Linked DNA regions of Mus musculus: region 1 is linked to region 2. The links are chromatin contacts, called in public HiChIP or PLAC-seq maps. All regions are on one chromosome and are shown on one strand. The core of a region is the stretch at or near the end of the contact, and the rest is flanking DNA. Distances in the headings are between cores, read along the strand shown.

What was found. HiChIP or PLAC-seq counts read pairs in DNA pulled down with a chosen protein or histone mark.
Region 1: a contact with region 2 is called in an H3K27ac HiChIP or PLAC-seq map of VIP interneurons, with 4 times the contacts expected there. The contact joins the enhancer-like site here to the promoter of Ap1s2 in region 2. A contact is called at or near these places in 13 of 39 promoter capture datasets (the 3T3-L1 cell line, 3T3-L1-derived adipocytes, the C10 cell line and 9 more), 7 of 484 Hi-C or Micro-C datasets (brain, cerebellar granule neurons, cerebellum and 4 more) and 1 of 115 datasets of contacts at active chromatin or transcription factors (VIP interneurons).

The regions. Positions count from the first base shown.
Region 1 is chrX:163,529,652-163,535,146 of GRCm38.p6, forward strand. The region is part of intron 1 of Grpr (gastrin releasing peptide receptor); the gene reads right to left. Among named protein-coding and RNA genes, the nearest start is that of Grpr, 17 kb to the right of the region's middle. Within about 2 kb of position 3,455, at least 1 of the 459 cell types and tissues checked has an H3K27ac peak or open chromatin away from gene starts, as enhancers often do. A contact at or near this core is called in VIP interneurons, where this site is marked.
Region 2 is chrX:163,906,114-163,911,693 of GRCm38.p6, forward strand. It overlaps Ap1s2 (adaptor-related protein complex 1, sigma 2 subunit), which reads left to right and starts at 2,904. Exons shown (of 6, transcript NM_001290379.1): 1 at 2,904-3,160; 2 at 5,216-5,394. The coding sequence starts at 5,216. Gm52456 (predicted gene, 52456) reads right to left here and starts at 3,418. Exons shown (of 2, transcript NR_165469.1): 1 at 3,298-3,418; 2 at 1,997-3,185.

The DNA of each region.
Region 1 (5,495 bases), core at 2,205-4,704, 380 kb before region 2:
CATTCTCTCTTTTGCTCTCTGTCTCTCACTGTCTCTCTATGTCTCTGTCTGTCTGTCTCTGTCTGTCTGTCTCTCTCTGACTCTGTCTCCGTCTCTCACTCTCTCTCCTCACACCTCCTTTCTCCAATAACTCTTACAAATGAAAGAACTGACAGAGTGGCTAACTTTCCCAAGGCTACATTAACAAATGGCAGAGTTAGAATCTGAGCAGAGGCCATCTGGCTCCTTGAGACCAGGCTCAGATCTGAAGAATTGAGAGGCTCCATTTTCTTCATTGGGTTCCATCCCCAGTCCTCCCAACCACACCCCTACACACACACACACACACACACACACACACACACACACACAGAACAAGAACCAATTGACAGAGTTGCCTTGAGTCAGTAAAGAGATTAACAAGGAAGGTGGAGGAAAAGCAGTGAGCAAATTTGAAGGACTTTTCACTTAAAACAACACATTGCAAGCATCCTAAGAGCTCAGTATAAAACAATTGGAGAGTGAAGAATCATACAAATAAAACAAGAATCACTCGGCAGTCTTATACATGATGTTTTGATATAATTCTTCCCAATGTCTTTTTTCTTTGTCTTCCTTTACAGGATTAAAAGTTGACCTTTTTGTATCTTTTAACATCAGTATGTCATGTAAACATTTTGTGATATCACACAGATAGATGCCCCTCCAAACATCAGGTCGTACTCTGCAGACACTACCAGGCCTCTGGTCAGTACATTTTTTCAAGAAAGTCTGGTAATCTCGAGGGAACAGAGTTTCTGCTTCTTCATGTGCCTCCACCAATTAGCTCAAATGAAACAAAACACCCCCAACTACCCAGAAAGCAGCATGTCTGGTAACACACAAGCGCATCTTAAGTATCTACTTTTGCAGGGTCCTATACTTACAATGAGTTAATGCAAATGGATCCATAAACCTAAACTCTTAGCAACTCTTTTCATATGCTATTCTGGAACAATAATTCAGGCTGGCAAGATGGTTCAGAGGTGTTCAGATCAGATCAGTTGGTTCAGATGGCATGTGCTGCTCTTCCAGAGAACTCGAGTTCAGTTCCCAACACCCATGTTACAGGGCTCACTTATGTAACTCCACATGTAACTCCACATGTAACTGCAGCTCCAGGAGATTCAATGCCTCTGGCCTCCTTGAGCACCTGTATTCGTGTGCACATACTCACACGCAGGCACACATACCTACATATAATTAAAAATAATAAGGATTTTAAAAGAAGGTCAATTCACTCTAGGTCATAAGAGAATGTGGTTTGGGGGGGGGATGAGGTTCTAACATAATTACAACATTCATCTCTCTTTTTTCTTCCCTTTAAACCCTCATTGTTTTCTTTCAAATTCATGGCCTCTCTTTTTTCCTTTGTAATTAATCATTCCACTCATTTACACCTCAAATGATATCCTACTTCCTGGTTACCCCTCCACAAACCCTTCATCCCACATCTACCCTCTCCCCTTTGCCTGTATGAGGGTACTCCCCTACCCACTCTCTCTTGCCCCACTGCTCCAGCAACCCCTATGCTGTGGCATCAAACCTCCACAGAGCCCAGGGCCTCCCTTCCCATTGATGTTAGAAAAGTCCATATGCATATATGTCTACATACACACATACATACATAAATGCACACATACATACACACACATCTGAACTACAACTTTCTCAGTCTGTACAAAGTTACTTTTATGGATGTTTTCAGGGTTGACCACTGGTATTGGATAGCCCCCACTCTCAGCATTCCTTAGCTGACTGTAGTTCTTTGGGTAGGATTGGAGGCCCATGAGCTTTCCCCTGTCTGGGATAGCATGTCTATTGGTGTTAGGACTGGAGTCTAGATCTGGCTCACTTTTATGCTTGCCTTATTTATAGAATAAACTAAAACTAAAAACTAGGAGTTCTTCATTCCATTTGCCTGCCATTTCATGGGCTTTAGACTAGGAAACAAGTCTGAGATGTTCAAAGTGACCCAGTCTTCTCCTACCATACACTGAGCTAAACTGTCCTCTCAAAGACTTACAGTCCAGATGCTTCTTGTTTCTCTGATCATTTCAAGTCTTCAAAATTTACTAGGGATAAGTAAGGAAGTGATCTAGTCAGGCCCAGTTTCCTCCCCCTGTAGTTTTCTTTTTTTTTACAACTTACTAAACATGTTCCATGAGTTAGATGGAAAGACTTTGGGGGAATCAGCACCATACCCAATGGTGAGGCACAAAGGGAGAAGCAAGAGGCATGGTGTGTGCTGGAATCCAGCTTTGTCTTCAAATGCCTTTCCTTTTCTCTATTTAAACTAGTCACATTACAGACAACCAAGAGCATGCAGGAGGAAATAGCTGGCTGAAAGACTTTGGCTTTGCTATCAGTTTTACTGTTCTCTGATCACGTGCTGCAGAAACCCATATTACCATTTAAAAACATAGATGATAATGGTTCTTAATAATCTGAGAAGCTCAGGTACATGCTATGACAGAGCCTCAAACCATTATAATACCACAGAGATGTAGAACTCTCTCTCTCTCTCTCTCTCTCTCTCTCTCTCTCTCTCTCTCTCTCTCTCTCTGTGTGTGTGTGTGTGTGTGTGTGTGTGTGTATTCATGTGTGTGTTCATGTGTGTGCCATGAGGCCAAAACATAATGTTGGGCATTCCTCCTCAACTGCAGTCCACTTTGCTTTCTGAGCCAGCATGTCTCACTGACCTGGAGGTCATCGTGTATGCTAGGGAAGCTGGCTACTGAGCCACAGGGTCACTCTTGTCTCTGACTCTCTAGAGCTGGCAATACAATTGCATACCACCATGGGCAGCTCTTTATATATGTTCTGGGGATCAAACTCATACCCGCAAGACAAGCACTTGACCAATTGAATCATAACCACGCCCCTAGATTTAGGGATTTTGTATACAATATTCCCTAGGACCTCTTTCCTGGGTAACTGGAAGAGAAGCATGGATTTTCCTAGGCACACTCCATGTAAACAAGAAACTCTCACTGTTAAGTGACCATTGCAGAAAGTATGCACACAAGTCTTCATCGTGGACAAGAAACTCTATGGGACTCTTTGATCAAATCTGGCCTTCTGTCTCTTTCGGTATGGCCATGAACTACTAATGTTTTTTACATTTTAAATTGTTGGGGAAAAGCCAAAAAAAGACTAATATTTATGGGATGTGTGAAAATTACACAGCATTCAAAGTTCAGCATCCATAAATAAAGTTTTACTGGCACATGGGCATGCCCATATGTTTACATATTATCTATAGCTGTTTTCATGCTACAAAGCAGAATTTAGTGGTTGCATTGGAGACCCTATAGTCTTCCAATCCTCAAATGTTTATCATCTGGCCATTACAGAAATGTTTGCCAAGCTCTGGCCTATGTGCACTGAATATCGGAACACAGCTAATGTTCTTGTGTTCTTTGCTTGTCCCCATCAAAGCTGTTCATTCCATCTTTAAATAGAAGTAAGCCTGCCTTCCATCACACAACACTGCTTATTAGCCTTATTACTTCGTAATAATAAAAACATTTGGCCACTGAGCCCTGCCATTGGGCTTCTAGTACCAAGCTATTACTGTTCAGCACGCTTAGTCAATTTAGCAGCACACTGAAGTACTAAGTTGGCATTTCAGGCTCTGCTTCACACTATGAATGTAAACATTCCTGACCAATGAGGATTTAAAATATAACTTGAGAGGAAAAATATGCCCCCCAAAAGCCCTTAATGAACATGGCAATGATTTCTGCATAGATCTTTGTGAAGAGCTCTTAGAGTTGATGGCAGTAGATCAATATATGAAGTGCTGCTACCACAATACAGACAAATGTATGCGCCTTTCTAATTATAACTCTCTTCTATGGAAATATAGGCCTGAAAGCAAGAAGTCATCAAGTATAATTTCTTTCACTTAAAGAAGACACCAAAGCCAGGAGAAGACCCATAGTCAGTTAGCTGACTCTCCCAGAGCCTAAGGCTCTGGATGCCCAATCAGTGATGATTTCCTATGACTGGCCATTGTTTTATTTTTGAGATTATAATTACATTTCTCCCTTGCCTTTTCTCCTTCTAAATCATCTCATATTCTCTCCACTCTTCATCAAATTCATGGCCTTTTTTTTCATTAATTTTTATTTCATGCACATATATTTTAATATTGGATAAAATACATATTGTATAGGAATATATAATATCCTAAATATAACCTGTTCAGTCCATATAGTGTCCTGGGGATACAAACTTGTATAGATGTTGTTTTTAAGGCTGACCATTTAGCACTGGACAACCAATTGGTGTGCTCTTCCTTCCCTGGAGTAGACCACCTCTCCAAATTCCAGGTTTCCCCAGCTGCCCATTATAGTCCTTTGTGTAGGGCTGAAGCCTCAAAGTCTTTTCCCTTTCCACTTTGACATACCCACTGGTGTCCTCCTTGTTCAGCTCACACTTAGGTGACCATGTTGGGAAGACTTTATGGGTGTAGCTTCTGTTATTATAGGAGGCACAATCTCATAGCAAACTCCCCGATCCTCTGTTTCTTATCATCTTTCTGCCCCCTCTTCCACAACGTTCCTTGAGCCTTAGATAGTGTAAGTGTTTTGTATAAAATCTGCATTTTGATTATGTGTGGTTTTCTGTATTGGACTTAATCTATTGCAAAGAGAAGTTTCCTTGATGAGGGGTAAAGACTATACTGTAGGTATAAGAACAAATGCTTATAGATTATTGCTATGGATTTGGCTAGTGTAGTAAATTAGTGATTCTCCTCCTATAACCATGATTCAGTAGTGCTGAGTAGTTAGCTAGTTTCCAGTACCAGGCATGTGTTCCCTTTTGTTAAGTGAGTCTTAAATCCAATTTGAGAGCTGTTGGTTATTGCTGAGGTACATATGCCACTACTGCACCTTCAGTGGTAACGTGCTTTGATAGTCATAGGTGTGATTCATACGCATTATACCCGAGTAGGACTGTTGGTTGCCTCCTTCCTTTGGATGCTAGCATGGTGCCTTCTGGTACCATGAAAAGCCAGTCCCCAGAGAAGGGAGAAAAGCATTGCTCTTTATAGATCCTCATATCTTCCCTAAAAGCACAAGTAAAGGATGCTTAAATACTGACTGTGTTTGTATGCATCCTGTGATACAGGTCTCCTTCAAACTATCATTTCAACCTTCAATTCCATTTTTGTTGACAATCTTGGAAAGAAATTGGGCTCCAATTCTTCCACAATGTGTTTGATCACCTAATGTAATAATAGGCAATATTCACTTAGATAATCACCCAATAATGAGATTTCTTAAAAAACTAGTTTGGGCCGGGCAGTGGTGGCATATGACTGTAATCCCAGCACTTGGGAGGCAGAGGCAGGCAGATTTCTGAGTTCGAGGCCAGCCTGGTCTACAAAGTGAGTTCCAGGACAGCCAGGGCTACACAGAGAAACCTTGACTAAAAAAAATCATATTTATCATATTTAGTTATCATAT
Region 2 (5,580 bases), core at 1,654-4,153:
AAAAGTATTCCAATATGTTGATAGTACACCCTGATATCCTTATTGACTTCATCATACGCATGTCCCATCAAACCATCCATGTGGTCACTTTTTAGTTATCTTTATAAATGTAATTTTACGTACAATGGTGTTTTGCCTACATGCATATCTGCACATCTCTTGTGTTCCTGGCTTCCAGAGAGGCCTAGAGCACACCCCAGAGTCTTCTGGAAAAGCAGCCAGTGTTCTTAACCAATGAGCTGCCTCTCCAGCCTCATGCGGGCATGTTTAAACACTGCACTGTTTTCCCCTTTTCATTTAGTCATATTTTGAGATGAAACAGACATAAAAATGTATGGGTATCACAAATTTAACAGGAAACTAAAATTATTTATTAAAACCTTAGATTTTATAGTATCCAAATTTTATTGCTAAAAAATAGCATCTCTATTTTACCATCGTGTCTTGTGTTTAGCATACATGACAGCAAAACAATTTTTGAAATTTAACAAACAATTACAAATTCTGGTTATTAATTTTTCACACATGATTTTGTATAGTTTTCCATAGTTGCATAAAGAAGGCAATATCACCTTGAAAACAAACACAAAGGAATAATAAGATTATATATTGACATGACAGATGAAAAAGGTAGTGGGTCAGAAGATTATATATATATATATATATATATATATATATATATATAACAAAGCCTACAATTTGAAAATGTGGAAATCAAAGTCAAACTACTTAATTACTAACAAAGATGGCAGCCGTGCTTCCTTTTGTCTTTCACAGTGAATGCACCATTAGCACTTTGAACTAAGACTGGGGAATAAACCATCTATAATCTACTGAAAAAGACCATCTGCTTCTATAAATTTTGTTCTCATATACTTGCCAAAGGAAGAGAACGTATTAACAAAATAATGGGCCCTGCTCTGTTAATTGTAGGTTGTTTGCAGTTTTGCTGTTGGTATTAGAATTTAATAAGCCATTCCTTCTGCTAAATTAATAAGCAGCCAAGATTATGTAATAGCTGCTTTCAGCTGCTAATTATTTTCCCATAATTCCTTCTCTACCCCCCAGCCCTCCCCACTTTCTCTCTCTCTCTTTTTGGCTAGGAACACAGAAATGAGACTGCCAATTTGCAAGTCTCCCATAATTTCCAGAGCTACTAACCAACATTAGTAACACATCCAATGAGTTTAAACTTGGGAGGTGGTGACTTAGGCACCCTGAGGACGTAGGTGTTTTGAACACAAAAAGGAAAGGCAGTGTTTAGAATTAGAAGGCCGTTTTTCATTGTGTAATATCATTGCTATCTTTGAACTGGCTAATGACATCTGTTTCTTGTGAGAAAGTACATTGGCATTTTAGAGGCATGTTTCAACAATAAACAGAGAAATTTGGGCCGGGGACCTAAAGACCTACCAAAAGCCAATTCTGCTTTCTATTGACCACTTTAATACTCCAGTATATTTCACTCACACACGTTTGTAGGAAACTTTCCAAGCAGCATAGTATTGCTGAAAAGGGGAAAGTATTCTAGTTTTATTTTTGCTAAACAAAAGCATATACAAAATGACCTCAAATTCCTAACGTATAAGATCCTATTACATTGGCACTCTAAGACATAAAAATGAACATTGATGTCTAATAAGGGGGTTCTTTACATTAAGTAAACACAGCTTCGCTAAAAGTGTAGCATCTTTTTTTTCTTACATTAGTTAATTTACAATTCCTGTTTAGTAATCTCTGCAAAGAAAGGCATGCCCAATGAATACTCTGTTCTGGCTTTTGTTGTAGGGACAGAGGTGACAGTAGTAATGAGTAGCATTTGACAGGGGAAATCCATGGCTGTCCAAGCAAGGTCACCTAATCCTGTGGATCTCCATTCCCCTTATCTATAAAAGATGAGTTGAACTCGATGATCCATCCATTCCACCATTCAAATAAAACACAGACATCCATCATACGCCCAGACTAAGTCAACATTTCAGCTTTTTAACAAGTCTATCATCATTTTATAATTTTATTAGACAACTCACATTTATCAGTAGTGTTAAAACCAGGCAGAGAACTAGGTTGTTAAACGAATAAAATCCAAGGTGCGCTAAACAGAAGCATGTGGGTAAAAGAGGAATTCGTTGTTCCGGGGCTTTAGGGTGAGGCTTTATAGATGTGACATTAGAGGAAGGACATGCCAAGGCGAGCGAGTCATCAGCCAAGGCTAAACTGGAACCCGGGATGGGGAAGGTGCGGGCGAGACCGTGAGAAGGAAGCGGGATCTAAAAGGACTAAGCGCTGTCTGGATTTTTTTTTTTTTTTTTTTTTTTTTTTTTTTTTTTTTGCAGCAGAGAGCGGACTACAACTCCTCCAGTCCGCCGCACTGCTGGGGGAAGCAAGCCCTGAAGAGAGGCTCTAGCAAAGCTTGTGGCGAGAAATGTCTAGGTTAGCTGGGGCTGGAAAGGAGGGGCCTCCCTGCAAACGCGGGCACGAGCACCGCGACAGCGCTGACTTGTTTTCCCCTGAGTTGCAGCACTCCTGTCCTTGGCTCCCACCATCATCGCCGACTGTCACACCTCCCCGCCCAACCCTCTGGAGACCCACGGAGTCACTGGCGCTCGGAATCAGCCCCTTTGCGGTGCGGACCATCCTTTAGCCTGCACCACGGGGTCAGCTAAGGGCGCCGCGGAGCCCCATCACCCTGCCACGGAAGGAGCCAGGACAGCCGCGCGCGCCGCGTCCCGGCAGCACAGCCCGAAGTACGCAAGCGCGCTGGCCACAGCCTAGGCCGCTTCCGGGTCACGTGGCCAGACTTCCGGCCCTCGCCACGCCTACCCTGCGGTTATTTGACCAATCGGCTTCTCGTTCTTGCCGGCAACAGCGCTCACTCTAGAGGCGGTTGGCGCCCCCTCGGCAGCTTGGCGCGCGGTCTCCGGTCCGCCTCTCCGCTCGCCGCAGCCCGGGCTCCTCCTCCGTCCAGCCTCCAGGGCGGGATCTGTCGGCTCGCCCTACCCTCGCAGCCTAAGCCTGCCCTCCACCAGACGGGTCCCCTCCCCGCGGCACCACGGCTTCCCTTCCACAGCACGGCGACGGGGGCTTCCCCTCAGCAGCTGCCGGCGCCTCAGTCTCCGCGGCCAGCCCAGCTCCGCCGCGTCCGCGGCCCGCCGCCGCCGTAAGTGCTGAAGGAGTCCGCTGAGCTGGCAGGGATGGAAAGAGGGAGTGATGGCTGGGACGCGCCCCCCGCCGCCCCGTGAGCGCCCCGACGACCCCACCCCGAGTCCTCCCGGGGCGCCGCGCCCCGAAACTCACTTCTGCCGGCGGTAGCGCTCCGCTCTCCACTCGGCAGCGCGCCGGTGATGCAGGGGAACCGGTCCTAGGTTCCGCGGGGACCCCGCGGCACCTGTGGTTCGCTGATCGCCTCAAGTTTGACGGGGCGTTTTGGGGAGGGGCTGGGGTGACGGCGACCGAGGACTTGGCGCCCCTGGCGGGCCAGCGGATGCCATTGTCTCTGCTCCACTCCTTGCCGGTCACCTCGCCCAGCTTTGGGTACTGATGGAGTGTAGTCCCGGGAGGAGGGGAGGCGTCCGAGACTGCGGGACCCCAGGGATGCTGGACCAGAGCCCACTCCAAGGCTGAGCTCATTGTTGGGTTTTTTGTTTTGTTTTGTTTTGTTTTTGTTTTAATACCAATCTGGAGAAATTGTTGTCCCGGGATTTGCGGCAAAAATCAAAGCGAGGGAAAAGGAATACTTGTGCCGCGGGTTTCGTCCCATGTTAGCACATCATTTGTTTTGAGGAAAATGCTTGGTTTCTTCGTCCTCCAAAGTGGTAGGGCGGATACTGGACCCCGCTACAGATAGCCTAGAGCACACCCCAGTCATTAGCAAACCATCTCTCCTGGTCAAGATTTAAGAAAACCGATCGGTCCCTTCCCCAAGTTCTGATAACGGTTTGCGTTCAATGTCCAGTTCTTTCGATGCCGTTCTTTTCGATGCCGCTGTCTTCAGGACTTACAAGGGTGGCACTTTGCTCTCAATGAATTATATAGTGTTGTGTGGGGTAATAGCCAATTTTAACTTTATTAAAGTTAAATGGCTACGCCATAAATATCCGGATGTTTTCTTGATGCCTTTTTGGGATATTGCGAGGTGGATTTCCTGTCTAGAGCCAATTTGATTTTATATTAGTTACGTAAATTCCTCCTCCGGGTGTTCAAATTTAAGGTTGTGTGGTGAATATTAAGAATCGCCCTTGGGTGGATCTTACTTGCACTGTCACTGTTAAAGGAACTTAAAAAGGTTAAAACAAAACACCTATCCAAATTTTACCTTCAAATTAGCTTTACAATACAGCTCGCTTTTACCAGTTGAATTATAAAATACATGCCTTAGAAAATATAGACTGACCAACAGACATGCAAATACTAAGTAAATCAATGCAAATTAGCTTCGGTATAAAACATACTCAAATCCAGCATAACATTCAAATGTGGTTTTTGTTTTAAAAGAAGTATTCTGTGCACTGTCCCAAAAATTTGTTGTTTTAAATTAAATATCTTGTGTCTCGATATGAGTAACTTTGAATAAAGCTTTTTAAGCGTGTATTCTCTTTTACATACATTAACTCAGTTCTTGAGTGCTTGTTTGTGTTGGATTTTATGAAATGCAAACATAAAAATCGGGCTTTTGTCTTTAAAATGTGTTGTTTGTGAGATCTTTTTGATTAATATTGTGATTTTGCTTAAAATATGCTAGCATAAATTGAAGGGAATGCTTTAAATGACAAGCAGTTTTTCTGCAAGAAATTCAGCCTGGAACTAGAATAGCCTCAGGGTGAAAAATAGTAGGTCTCCTCTTCCTAGACATGTAAATCAACATCCTAAATCAACTACCTGATGTCTGCATTTGCCTTTAATGCACATAGAGTGGTGGAGTGTGGAACAGGTAGAAAATTGTTTCTTGAAATTATCAGAGTTTTTGTTCTTCAAAATTTTCACTCCAGCTTACCACCTGTTCTGATTTCCACACACTCTTCCACACTTACCTACATATAGTAAGATCTTTCCAATAGAATTTCCTGCTATTATAACCTGCGTAGAAATGTTGATGGCTTATTGATCATGTGTCAGGGTGTTTACTGTACCCCCAAAGCAGCTCTGAAACATCATGTGATCTTGACTGTTGATCCTAGGTAATTGTATGTAATTTTGATTTTATTTATTTTAACAGATGCAGTTTATGTTGCTTTTTAGTCGCCAGGGAAAGCTTCGACTGCAGAAATGGTATGTCCCACTGTCAGACAAAGAAAAGAAGAAGATCACAAGAGAACTTGTTCAAACCGTTTTAGCACGGAAACCCAAGATGTGCAGCTTCCTTGAGTGGAGAGATCTGAAGATTGTTTATAAAAGGTATTTTTGTTTTTTTTTATCAGAAAGGTAAAATACTGTCAAATATTAGGGTTATTTCTAATGAGGAAATTGCAGACTTTTATGTCAATAAACAAAGATTAATAAATATTAAATGAAATAAATTTAAAGGAAAACTTTCCATTTAAAAATAAGTAACTGCTATTTTGATTGCTTGCCTTAGGCTGA